Linked DNA regions of Mus musculus: region 1 is linked to region 2. A link is a contact called in public HiChIP or PLAC-seq data. All regions are on one chromosome and are shown on one strand. The core of a region is the stretch at or near the end of the contact, and the rest is flanking DNA. Distances in the headings are between cores, read along the strand shown.

Region 1 (2,891 bases), core at 227-2,726, 970 kb after region 2:
CTCCAGAATCTTTTACTTCCTGCATACTGCCCAGCTGTGGTTCTCTGTGTTAGTTCCCATCTACTGCATGAAGTTGTTTCTCTGATGAGGGATGAGTGAGGGACTCATCTATGGGTATAGCAGAATGTTATTCGGAGATATTATACTGCCTTATATAATATATGGTTAGAACAGTGGTTCTCAAACTGTGGATCACAAACTGAAGACCACTGTTGTTTTTTATTACTGTTCTGAACAGCAATACTGGTTTTTCCATTAGGCCCAGGGCCTATCTAGTCTAGGGTTCTTGGCCACCACAGTGTTGTCAGACACAGGTGCCATCTCGTGGAGTGTACTTAAGTCCAATCAGAGTGGTGGGTTACTTCCAAATGTTTATGCCACTATTACAGCAGCAGCTCTTGTTGGCAGATCACCATTACAGATTACAGGGTTTGTAGCTGGGTTGATAGTTCCCCCTCTCCTCCAGTCGCATGAATGAGTACTTTCCAGTACCATGAACATGAGGCATTCAGGATGAAGCCTCTAGTGAGGCACCATCTCTACATTACCATGTTTGATGGAATTATATAAGTTCTGTATCAGCAGTAAGGAATTACCAACAGTTTTGGAAAACAACAAATAGCTTTAGAAATAGCCTGAGATATTTGGCAATTTCTTTGGTGTCACTTTGGCCAACGATTTAAATAGATGTAACCTATTCTGGGGACGGGAGGTTTTACATGGTGGCATAAGATTCTAGTTGTGGCATTGCCTCTTACTTGACGACTTCATTTTGATTTCTTTCATATATGTATATATTTTAAGAAGTGTCTATAGTAGTAGGTTTCCATATGGCCCCTCAAATGGCTCTAGTGTCAGTCCCCCCCCCCCACATCCTCCCTCACTTCTCCTTTCCTCTCCACATTTAGGCCTACCACGCTAGGAGGGCTTCCTCTTACCACTGTTCCTTTATAACAATATACCCTAAATTCTCTTCCCTGGGAGGTCCTCTCTTTTCCCCAGTCCCTTACTAGGTACCTAATCTCTGTGGATATACAGACTGTAGAGCACACATTGACAGCTTAAAAGCTAAGATCCACATATAAGAAAAAACATAGTGTTTGTCACTTTGGGTCTCGGTTTCTAGATTGATCCATTTATCTGAAATTTAAAAACTTTTTAAAACAAGCTGAACATTCCATCCCGTAAATGTACATTCCATTATTCGCGTATCAATTAATGGACAGCTTAGCTGTCATAAATTTCTGGTGATTATGAGTAGAAAATCCATGAACAAGTAAGTATCTCTGGGTTGGACGTAGAGATCCTTTGGATATATGCCCAAGAGTGATCTAGCTGGATCTTGAAGTGGAATGATTTTCAGATTCCCAAGGAACCACCACATTGATCCTCACGGTGGCTGTACAAGTTTGTGTGTCATCAGCAAGAAGAGTTCCCCAACCCCACATCCTCACAAGTATGAGCTGTTATTTGTTTTATTGATTTTGGCCAATGGGACTGGTGCGAGTCAGAAAGTAGTTTTGATTTGCATTTCCCTGATGACTAAGGGTGTTGAACGTTTTTTTAAAGTGCTTCTCAACCAATTGTGTTTCATCTTTTGAGAACTGTTTAGTTCTGTACTCTACAATCAACTTGGGACACACACACACACTCAGATATGTAATTGGTATAGACCTTTCATAATGTGTAGCTTGCTGCTTTGCCTAATGGATGGTGTCCTTGGCCATACAGAAGCTCTTCGGTCTTATGAGGTTCCATTTATTGTTGGTTTTAGTGCCTGTGCTATTAGTGTCTTGTTAAGTTTTCCTGTGTCATGAGTTCAACACTATTTCCCATCTCTCGTACCAGAATCAGGGCCTTATATTGAGACCTTTGACCCATTTGGAACTATTTTGTGCAGGGTGATAAATATGGATCTATTCACATTCTTCTACATGCAGCCATTTGGTTTAACAGCACCATTTGCTGAAGATGCTGTCTTTTTTTTTTCAGTGTGTACTTCTGGCTTGTTAAAAAAAAAAAATCAAGTATCCGTAAGTGTGTGGACTTTAGTCTGAAGCCTTCAGTTCAATTCCATTAATCAACATGTCTGTTTTTATGCCAATCCATGATGTTATTATTAACATAGCTCTGTAGTCCTACTTGAGATTGGAGATGGTGATTACTTCTAATAGTTATTTTATTAACCAGAATTGTTATATTATTTTAGTTATCTTGCACTTTTTGAGTTTCCATATGAATCTGAAAATTGTTTTTTCAATGTGGTGAAGAAAAGTGTTGGAATATTGATGGAATTGTGTTGAGTCTGTAGATTGCTTTTGGTAGGATGGTCATTTTCATTACATTAATCCCATCAATCTATGACCATGAAAAATCTATCCAGCTTCTGGTATATAAGTTATTTCTTCAATGTCTTAAAGTTTTTATTATATAAGTCTTTCACTTGCATGATTAGAGTTACCCCAAATATTTTTAGAGGCTATTGTGAATGGTATTATTTCCCTGTTTTCTCAGTTTGACAGTTGTATATGGGAAAGCTACTGACTTTTGTGTGTTTTGTATACTGCTACTGAGTGTTTATCAGCAGTAGAAATTTCTCGATGGACTTTTTAATGCCTTTTATGTATAGAATCACATTATCTGCAAATAAAAAACCACAGACTTTTTCTTTTCTATTTGTATTTCCCTGGTCTCTTTCAGTTGGCTCTCTAGCTAAGACTTCAAGTACTGTATTGAATATGTGTGGAGAGAGTGGGCAGTCTTCTCTTGGTCCTCATTTCAGCACAAATGCTTGAAGTTTCTCTCTGGAATTGCTGTAACATAGCTTGCTGTGTTGCTGTGTCCTTTGTATCCTTAGTTTCTCCAGGACTTTTAACATAAAGGCATGATGG
Region 2 (3,317 bases), core at 434-2,933:
ACACACACACTCATATACTCACATTCACACAAGCCACTCACACATTCACGATCTCACACACATCCATTCATGCATATACATATACACACATATATAAATACACATATATACACACACATACACTCATACTCACACATACACTCAAACACACATGAACAGACACATACACTCACTCTCACACACATATATACTCATATACATACATACACACATATACTCACATATAAACATACATATAAATACACACATACACATAATACGCATACTCATATAAGTCCACAAAATAAAGACACATGAACATACACAAACCTGTCTTCACACAGCCTAATCAATGCTTCGTCACTGAGTGAGATACCTAACCCATAGAAAATTAAATTGCTTATCTTTAGCACCAAGGATTGAACCCAGGGCTTCGTGCATGCTAAGCACATGCCCTACCACTGAACTACAGCCCCAACACTCAAGAAAAGGAGTTTCAATGCTCCCTTTGCTCTTCCAAAATCAGATTTACATATAATTTGTAATTTATTTTTAAAACATTTTTTGAAGGTTTCTGGTTTTGCTTGTTTTGAGACAGGGCTTCTCTCTGTCCTGGCTGACCTCAAACTTCCTTTGTAGACCAGGCTGGCCTCAAACTCACAAAGACCCACCTAAATGCTGGGATTAAAGGCGTGAACTTAATTTGTAATTTTTATGTAATCAAAAATAGTTTTAAATTATTTTGTGTGACTGAGTGCTTTGCCCGCACACATGTATGTGCACCTCTAGGGACATGCAGTGTCCACAGAGGGTGGACTAAGCACTGGGTCTCCTGAACTAGAGTTGTATATAGTTGTGAGCTGCCATGTGGGTGGTAGGAATCAAACCCTGGTCCTCTCAAGAACAGCAAATGCTCTTAAGCCACCTCTCCAGCCCCTTCATGTAATCTTAATAGACCAACATGACATGAAGAAGATTCAAGGAAATTACCGACAAATCATTTGCTCATAAAAACATAATTGAAATAGTGTCTTCCAATGGTATACATGCATTGTGTAACTACACTAGGGAGATCTCCAAATTTGTGTCCTCTGTATATTGAGAGGCATAGCCAATGAGCACAGCCATGATTATACACTTTCTGAAAAATCCAATGTACAGGCGAGCATGCTTCTAATGGGTAGATATGTGCCCAGTAGTAGAGGATGTTCTGTGAAGAGCTAGACACAGCCTTCTCTGAGGAAGGCAGTGGTCAGGGAAGAGTGAAGAGGAGAGAGGAATATTTGCATTTTCTCTCTATCTTGTTCTGTACTTTGCATCTTTAAAAAAAAAAGAAAATCCTTGTTTCATAAAAAGCATGACATGAGCATGTTGGTGGAGCCTCACGAAGCAGCCAGTGGCCTGGCGAGCTTGCTGGTGAATACTGTGCCTCTGGGTAGCAGAGCATGGCTGTGTGGTTGGCTTTGGCCTGTGGTCTTTAGCTCTGCCAGCTGTGTGGCCCGGAAGCCGTGGACTTCCTTATTGCTAGTGTGCCTCTGGGTTTTGTGTCAATACCACAGCATACCTGTGGGAAGTGCTGGCCGGCAAGGCTGGCCGCTGACTCCCCATAGCCAAGTATTCCCACAGGCCTCACCCTCTTCCAGGCCTGAGTCCAATTCATTTGCCCTGGGGCAACCTGAAAGCCAAATACAGGATGATAGCTGTCCTTTGGCTTAATCAACTGTCAGCGATCACTGATCACGAGGTGAATGGAACAGTTCTGTGTGCCCTGCAGTGGGAGAGCGCTGCTGTTTGGAAATGACACTGAATTTCTGTTCCTGCACTGCAGCTTACCAAATAGTCATTGAGCTGTGTTTCCCCACCTGGAAGACGGGAAGGATTTGTTGGGATAGACTGTGTCAGTGCAGGTCAAAGTGCCTGCTGCCAGCTCTTTGGGTCCGGTTATTGATTAGAATCCTCAGTTCTATAACATTTCACTCTAGTGTAAATGTCTGGATCGCTTGCCCCCAGATTTGCATATGAAAAACTGTGAAGGAGCAGACAAGATAGAATGAGTGAGCCTTTAAAAAGATGGTTTATTAGCCTGGTTTCCAAGATAATGTTCTTGGTAATCCAACAGTGGCTGTTTGACTCAGGAGAGGTTGAGAGTCTGGTAGAGGCGGGATGTCTCAGCAGCCCCAGTGGGGCCCGGAAGCTCTGGAAGATTTGTGAAGTGCTGCTGCTGCTCTTCTGTCTGTGCTGGAATCCTCAGAGATGCTGGTTCTAGTCTCGATGAAGGAACGAAGGAACGTCACAGATGATCTTGCCGGGAGGGATGGAGGTGACAGTCAAAGAGCAGTTTCCTTTTCCCATGTCCTTACACCTGGGCCGCCACCAGAGGGTGGGACTTCCTGCTTCAATGAATCTGCTCAAGAAAATCCCTCAAAGGAGTGCCTAGTAGGTTGCGTTTTAGTTGACTCTAGATTTGCACAAACCTACAATCAAGGCTAACTATTACAGAAACCTAACCCCCCAGAATTTAGAGTGGCTGGTAGGGCTCCGGGATGAGACAAAGGTAAGGAAGGCGGAGTTAATGAGCATTGACTGGGGACATTTTGACCCTGTCAGGGGCATTGGTAATATTTGGATATTTTCTTTTCTCCTCTTTCCCTCCCTTTTCTTTCTTATCACAACTAGGGGCAGAGCTGGGCTGGCACACCACTGATGCTGCTAAGCATCCCGAGGTACACAAAGTTGAACTCAAACAATTGTCTCTTTAAAGACTGATTGATTGATGCATTTATATATATGAGTGCTCTATCTGAATGTACACCTGCGTGTCAGAAAAGGGCATCAGATCCCATTACTGATGGCTGTGAGCCACCATGTGGTTGGTTGCTGGGAAATGAACTCAGGACCTCTGGAAGAGCAGTCAGTGTTTTGTTTTGTTTTGTTTTTGATTTTTCGAGACAGGGTTTCTCTGTATAGCCCTGGCTGTCCTGGAACTCACTCTGTAGACCAGGCTGGCCTCGAACTCAGAAATCCTCCTGCCTCTGCCTCCCGAGTGCTGGGATTAAAGGCGTGCACCATCACCCCGCCCAGCGAGCAGTCTGTGCTCTTAACCACTGAGCCACTTCTCCAGCCCACAACTGTCTCTTGAAAAGAGCATCAGTGGTGCTGCAGCTAGGATGCTCTATTGGAGCAGTCGTTCTTCAAACAGGTGATGGTCTTTTATTGGGAGATCCAGAGGGCAAAACTGAGAACCCAGGAAAATGTTCTCTCTGTGTCTTTCTCCTGCTTCCTGATTCTTACTCCTTTTTTTTTTTTTTAAATATTTTTGTTTTTAATGTGTACAAGTG

What was found. HiChIP or PLAC-seq counts read pairs in DNA pulled down with a chosen protein or histone mark.
Region 1: a contact with region 2 is called in an HNF4G HiChIP or PLAC-seq map of pancreatic cancer cells. The contact joins two enhancer-like sites. A contact is called at or near these places in 1 of 115 datasets of contacts at active chromatin or transcription factors (pancreatic cancer cells) and 1 of 9 other capture datasets (liver).

Annotation. Positions count from the first base shown.
Region 1 is chr13:96,520,570-96,523,460 of GRCm38.p6, forward strand. The region is part of intron 1 of Polk (polymerase (DNA directed), kappa); the gene reads right to left. Among named protein-coding and RNA genes, the nearest start is that of Polk, 21 kb to the right of the region's middle. Within about 2 kb of position 1,477, at least 4 of the 459 cell types and tissues checked have an H3K27ac peak or open chromatin away from gene starts, as enhancers often do. A contact at or near this core is called in pancreatic cancer cells, where this site is marked.
Region 2 is chr13:95,552,563-95,555,879 of GRCm38.p6, forward strand. No RefSeq gene overlaps it. Among named protein-coding and RNA genes, the nearest start is that of Gm32640, 5.4 kb to the left of the region's middle. Within about 2 kb of position 1,684, at least 52 of the 459 cell types and tissues checked have an H3K27ac peak or open chromatin away from gene starts, as enhancers often do. A contact at or near this core is called in pancreatic cancer cells, where this site is marked.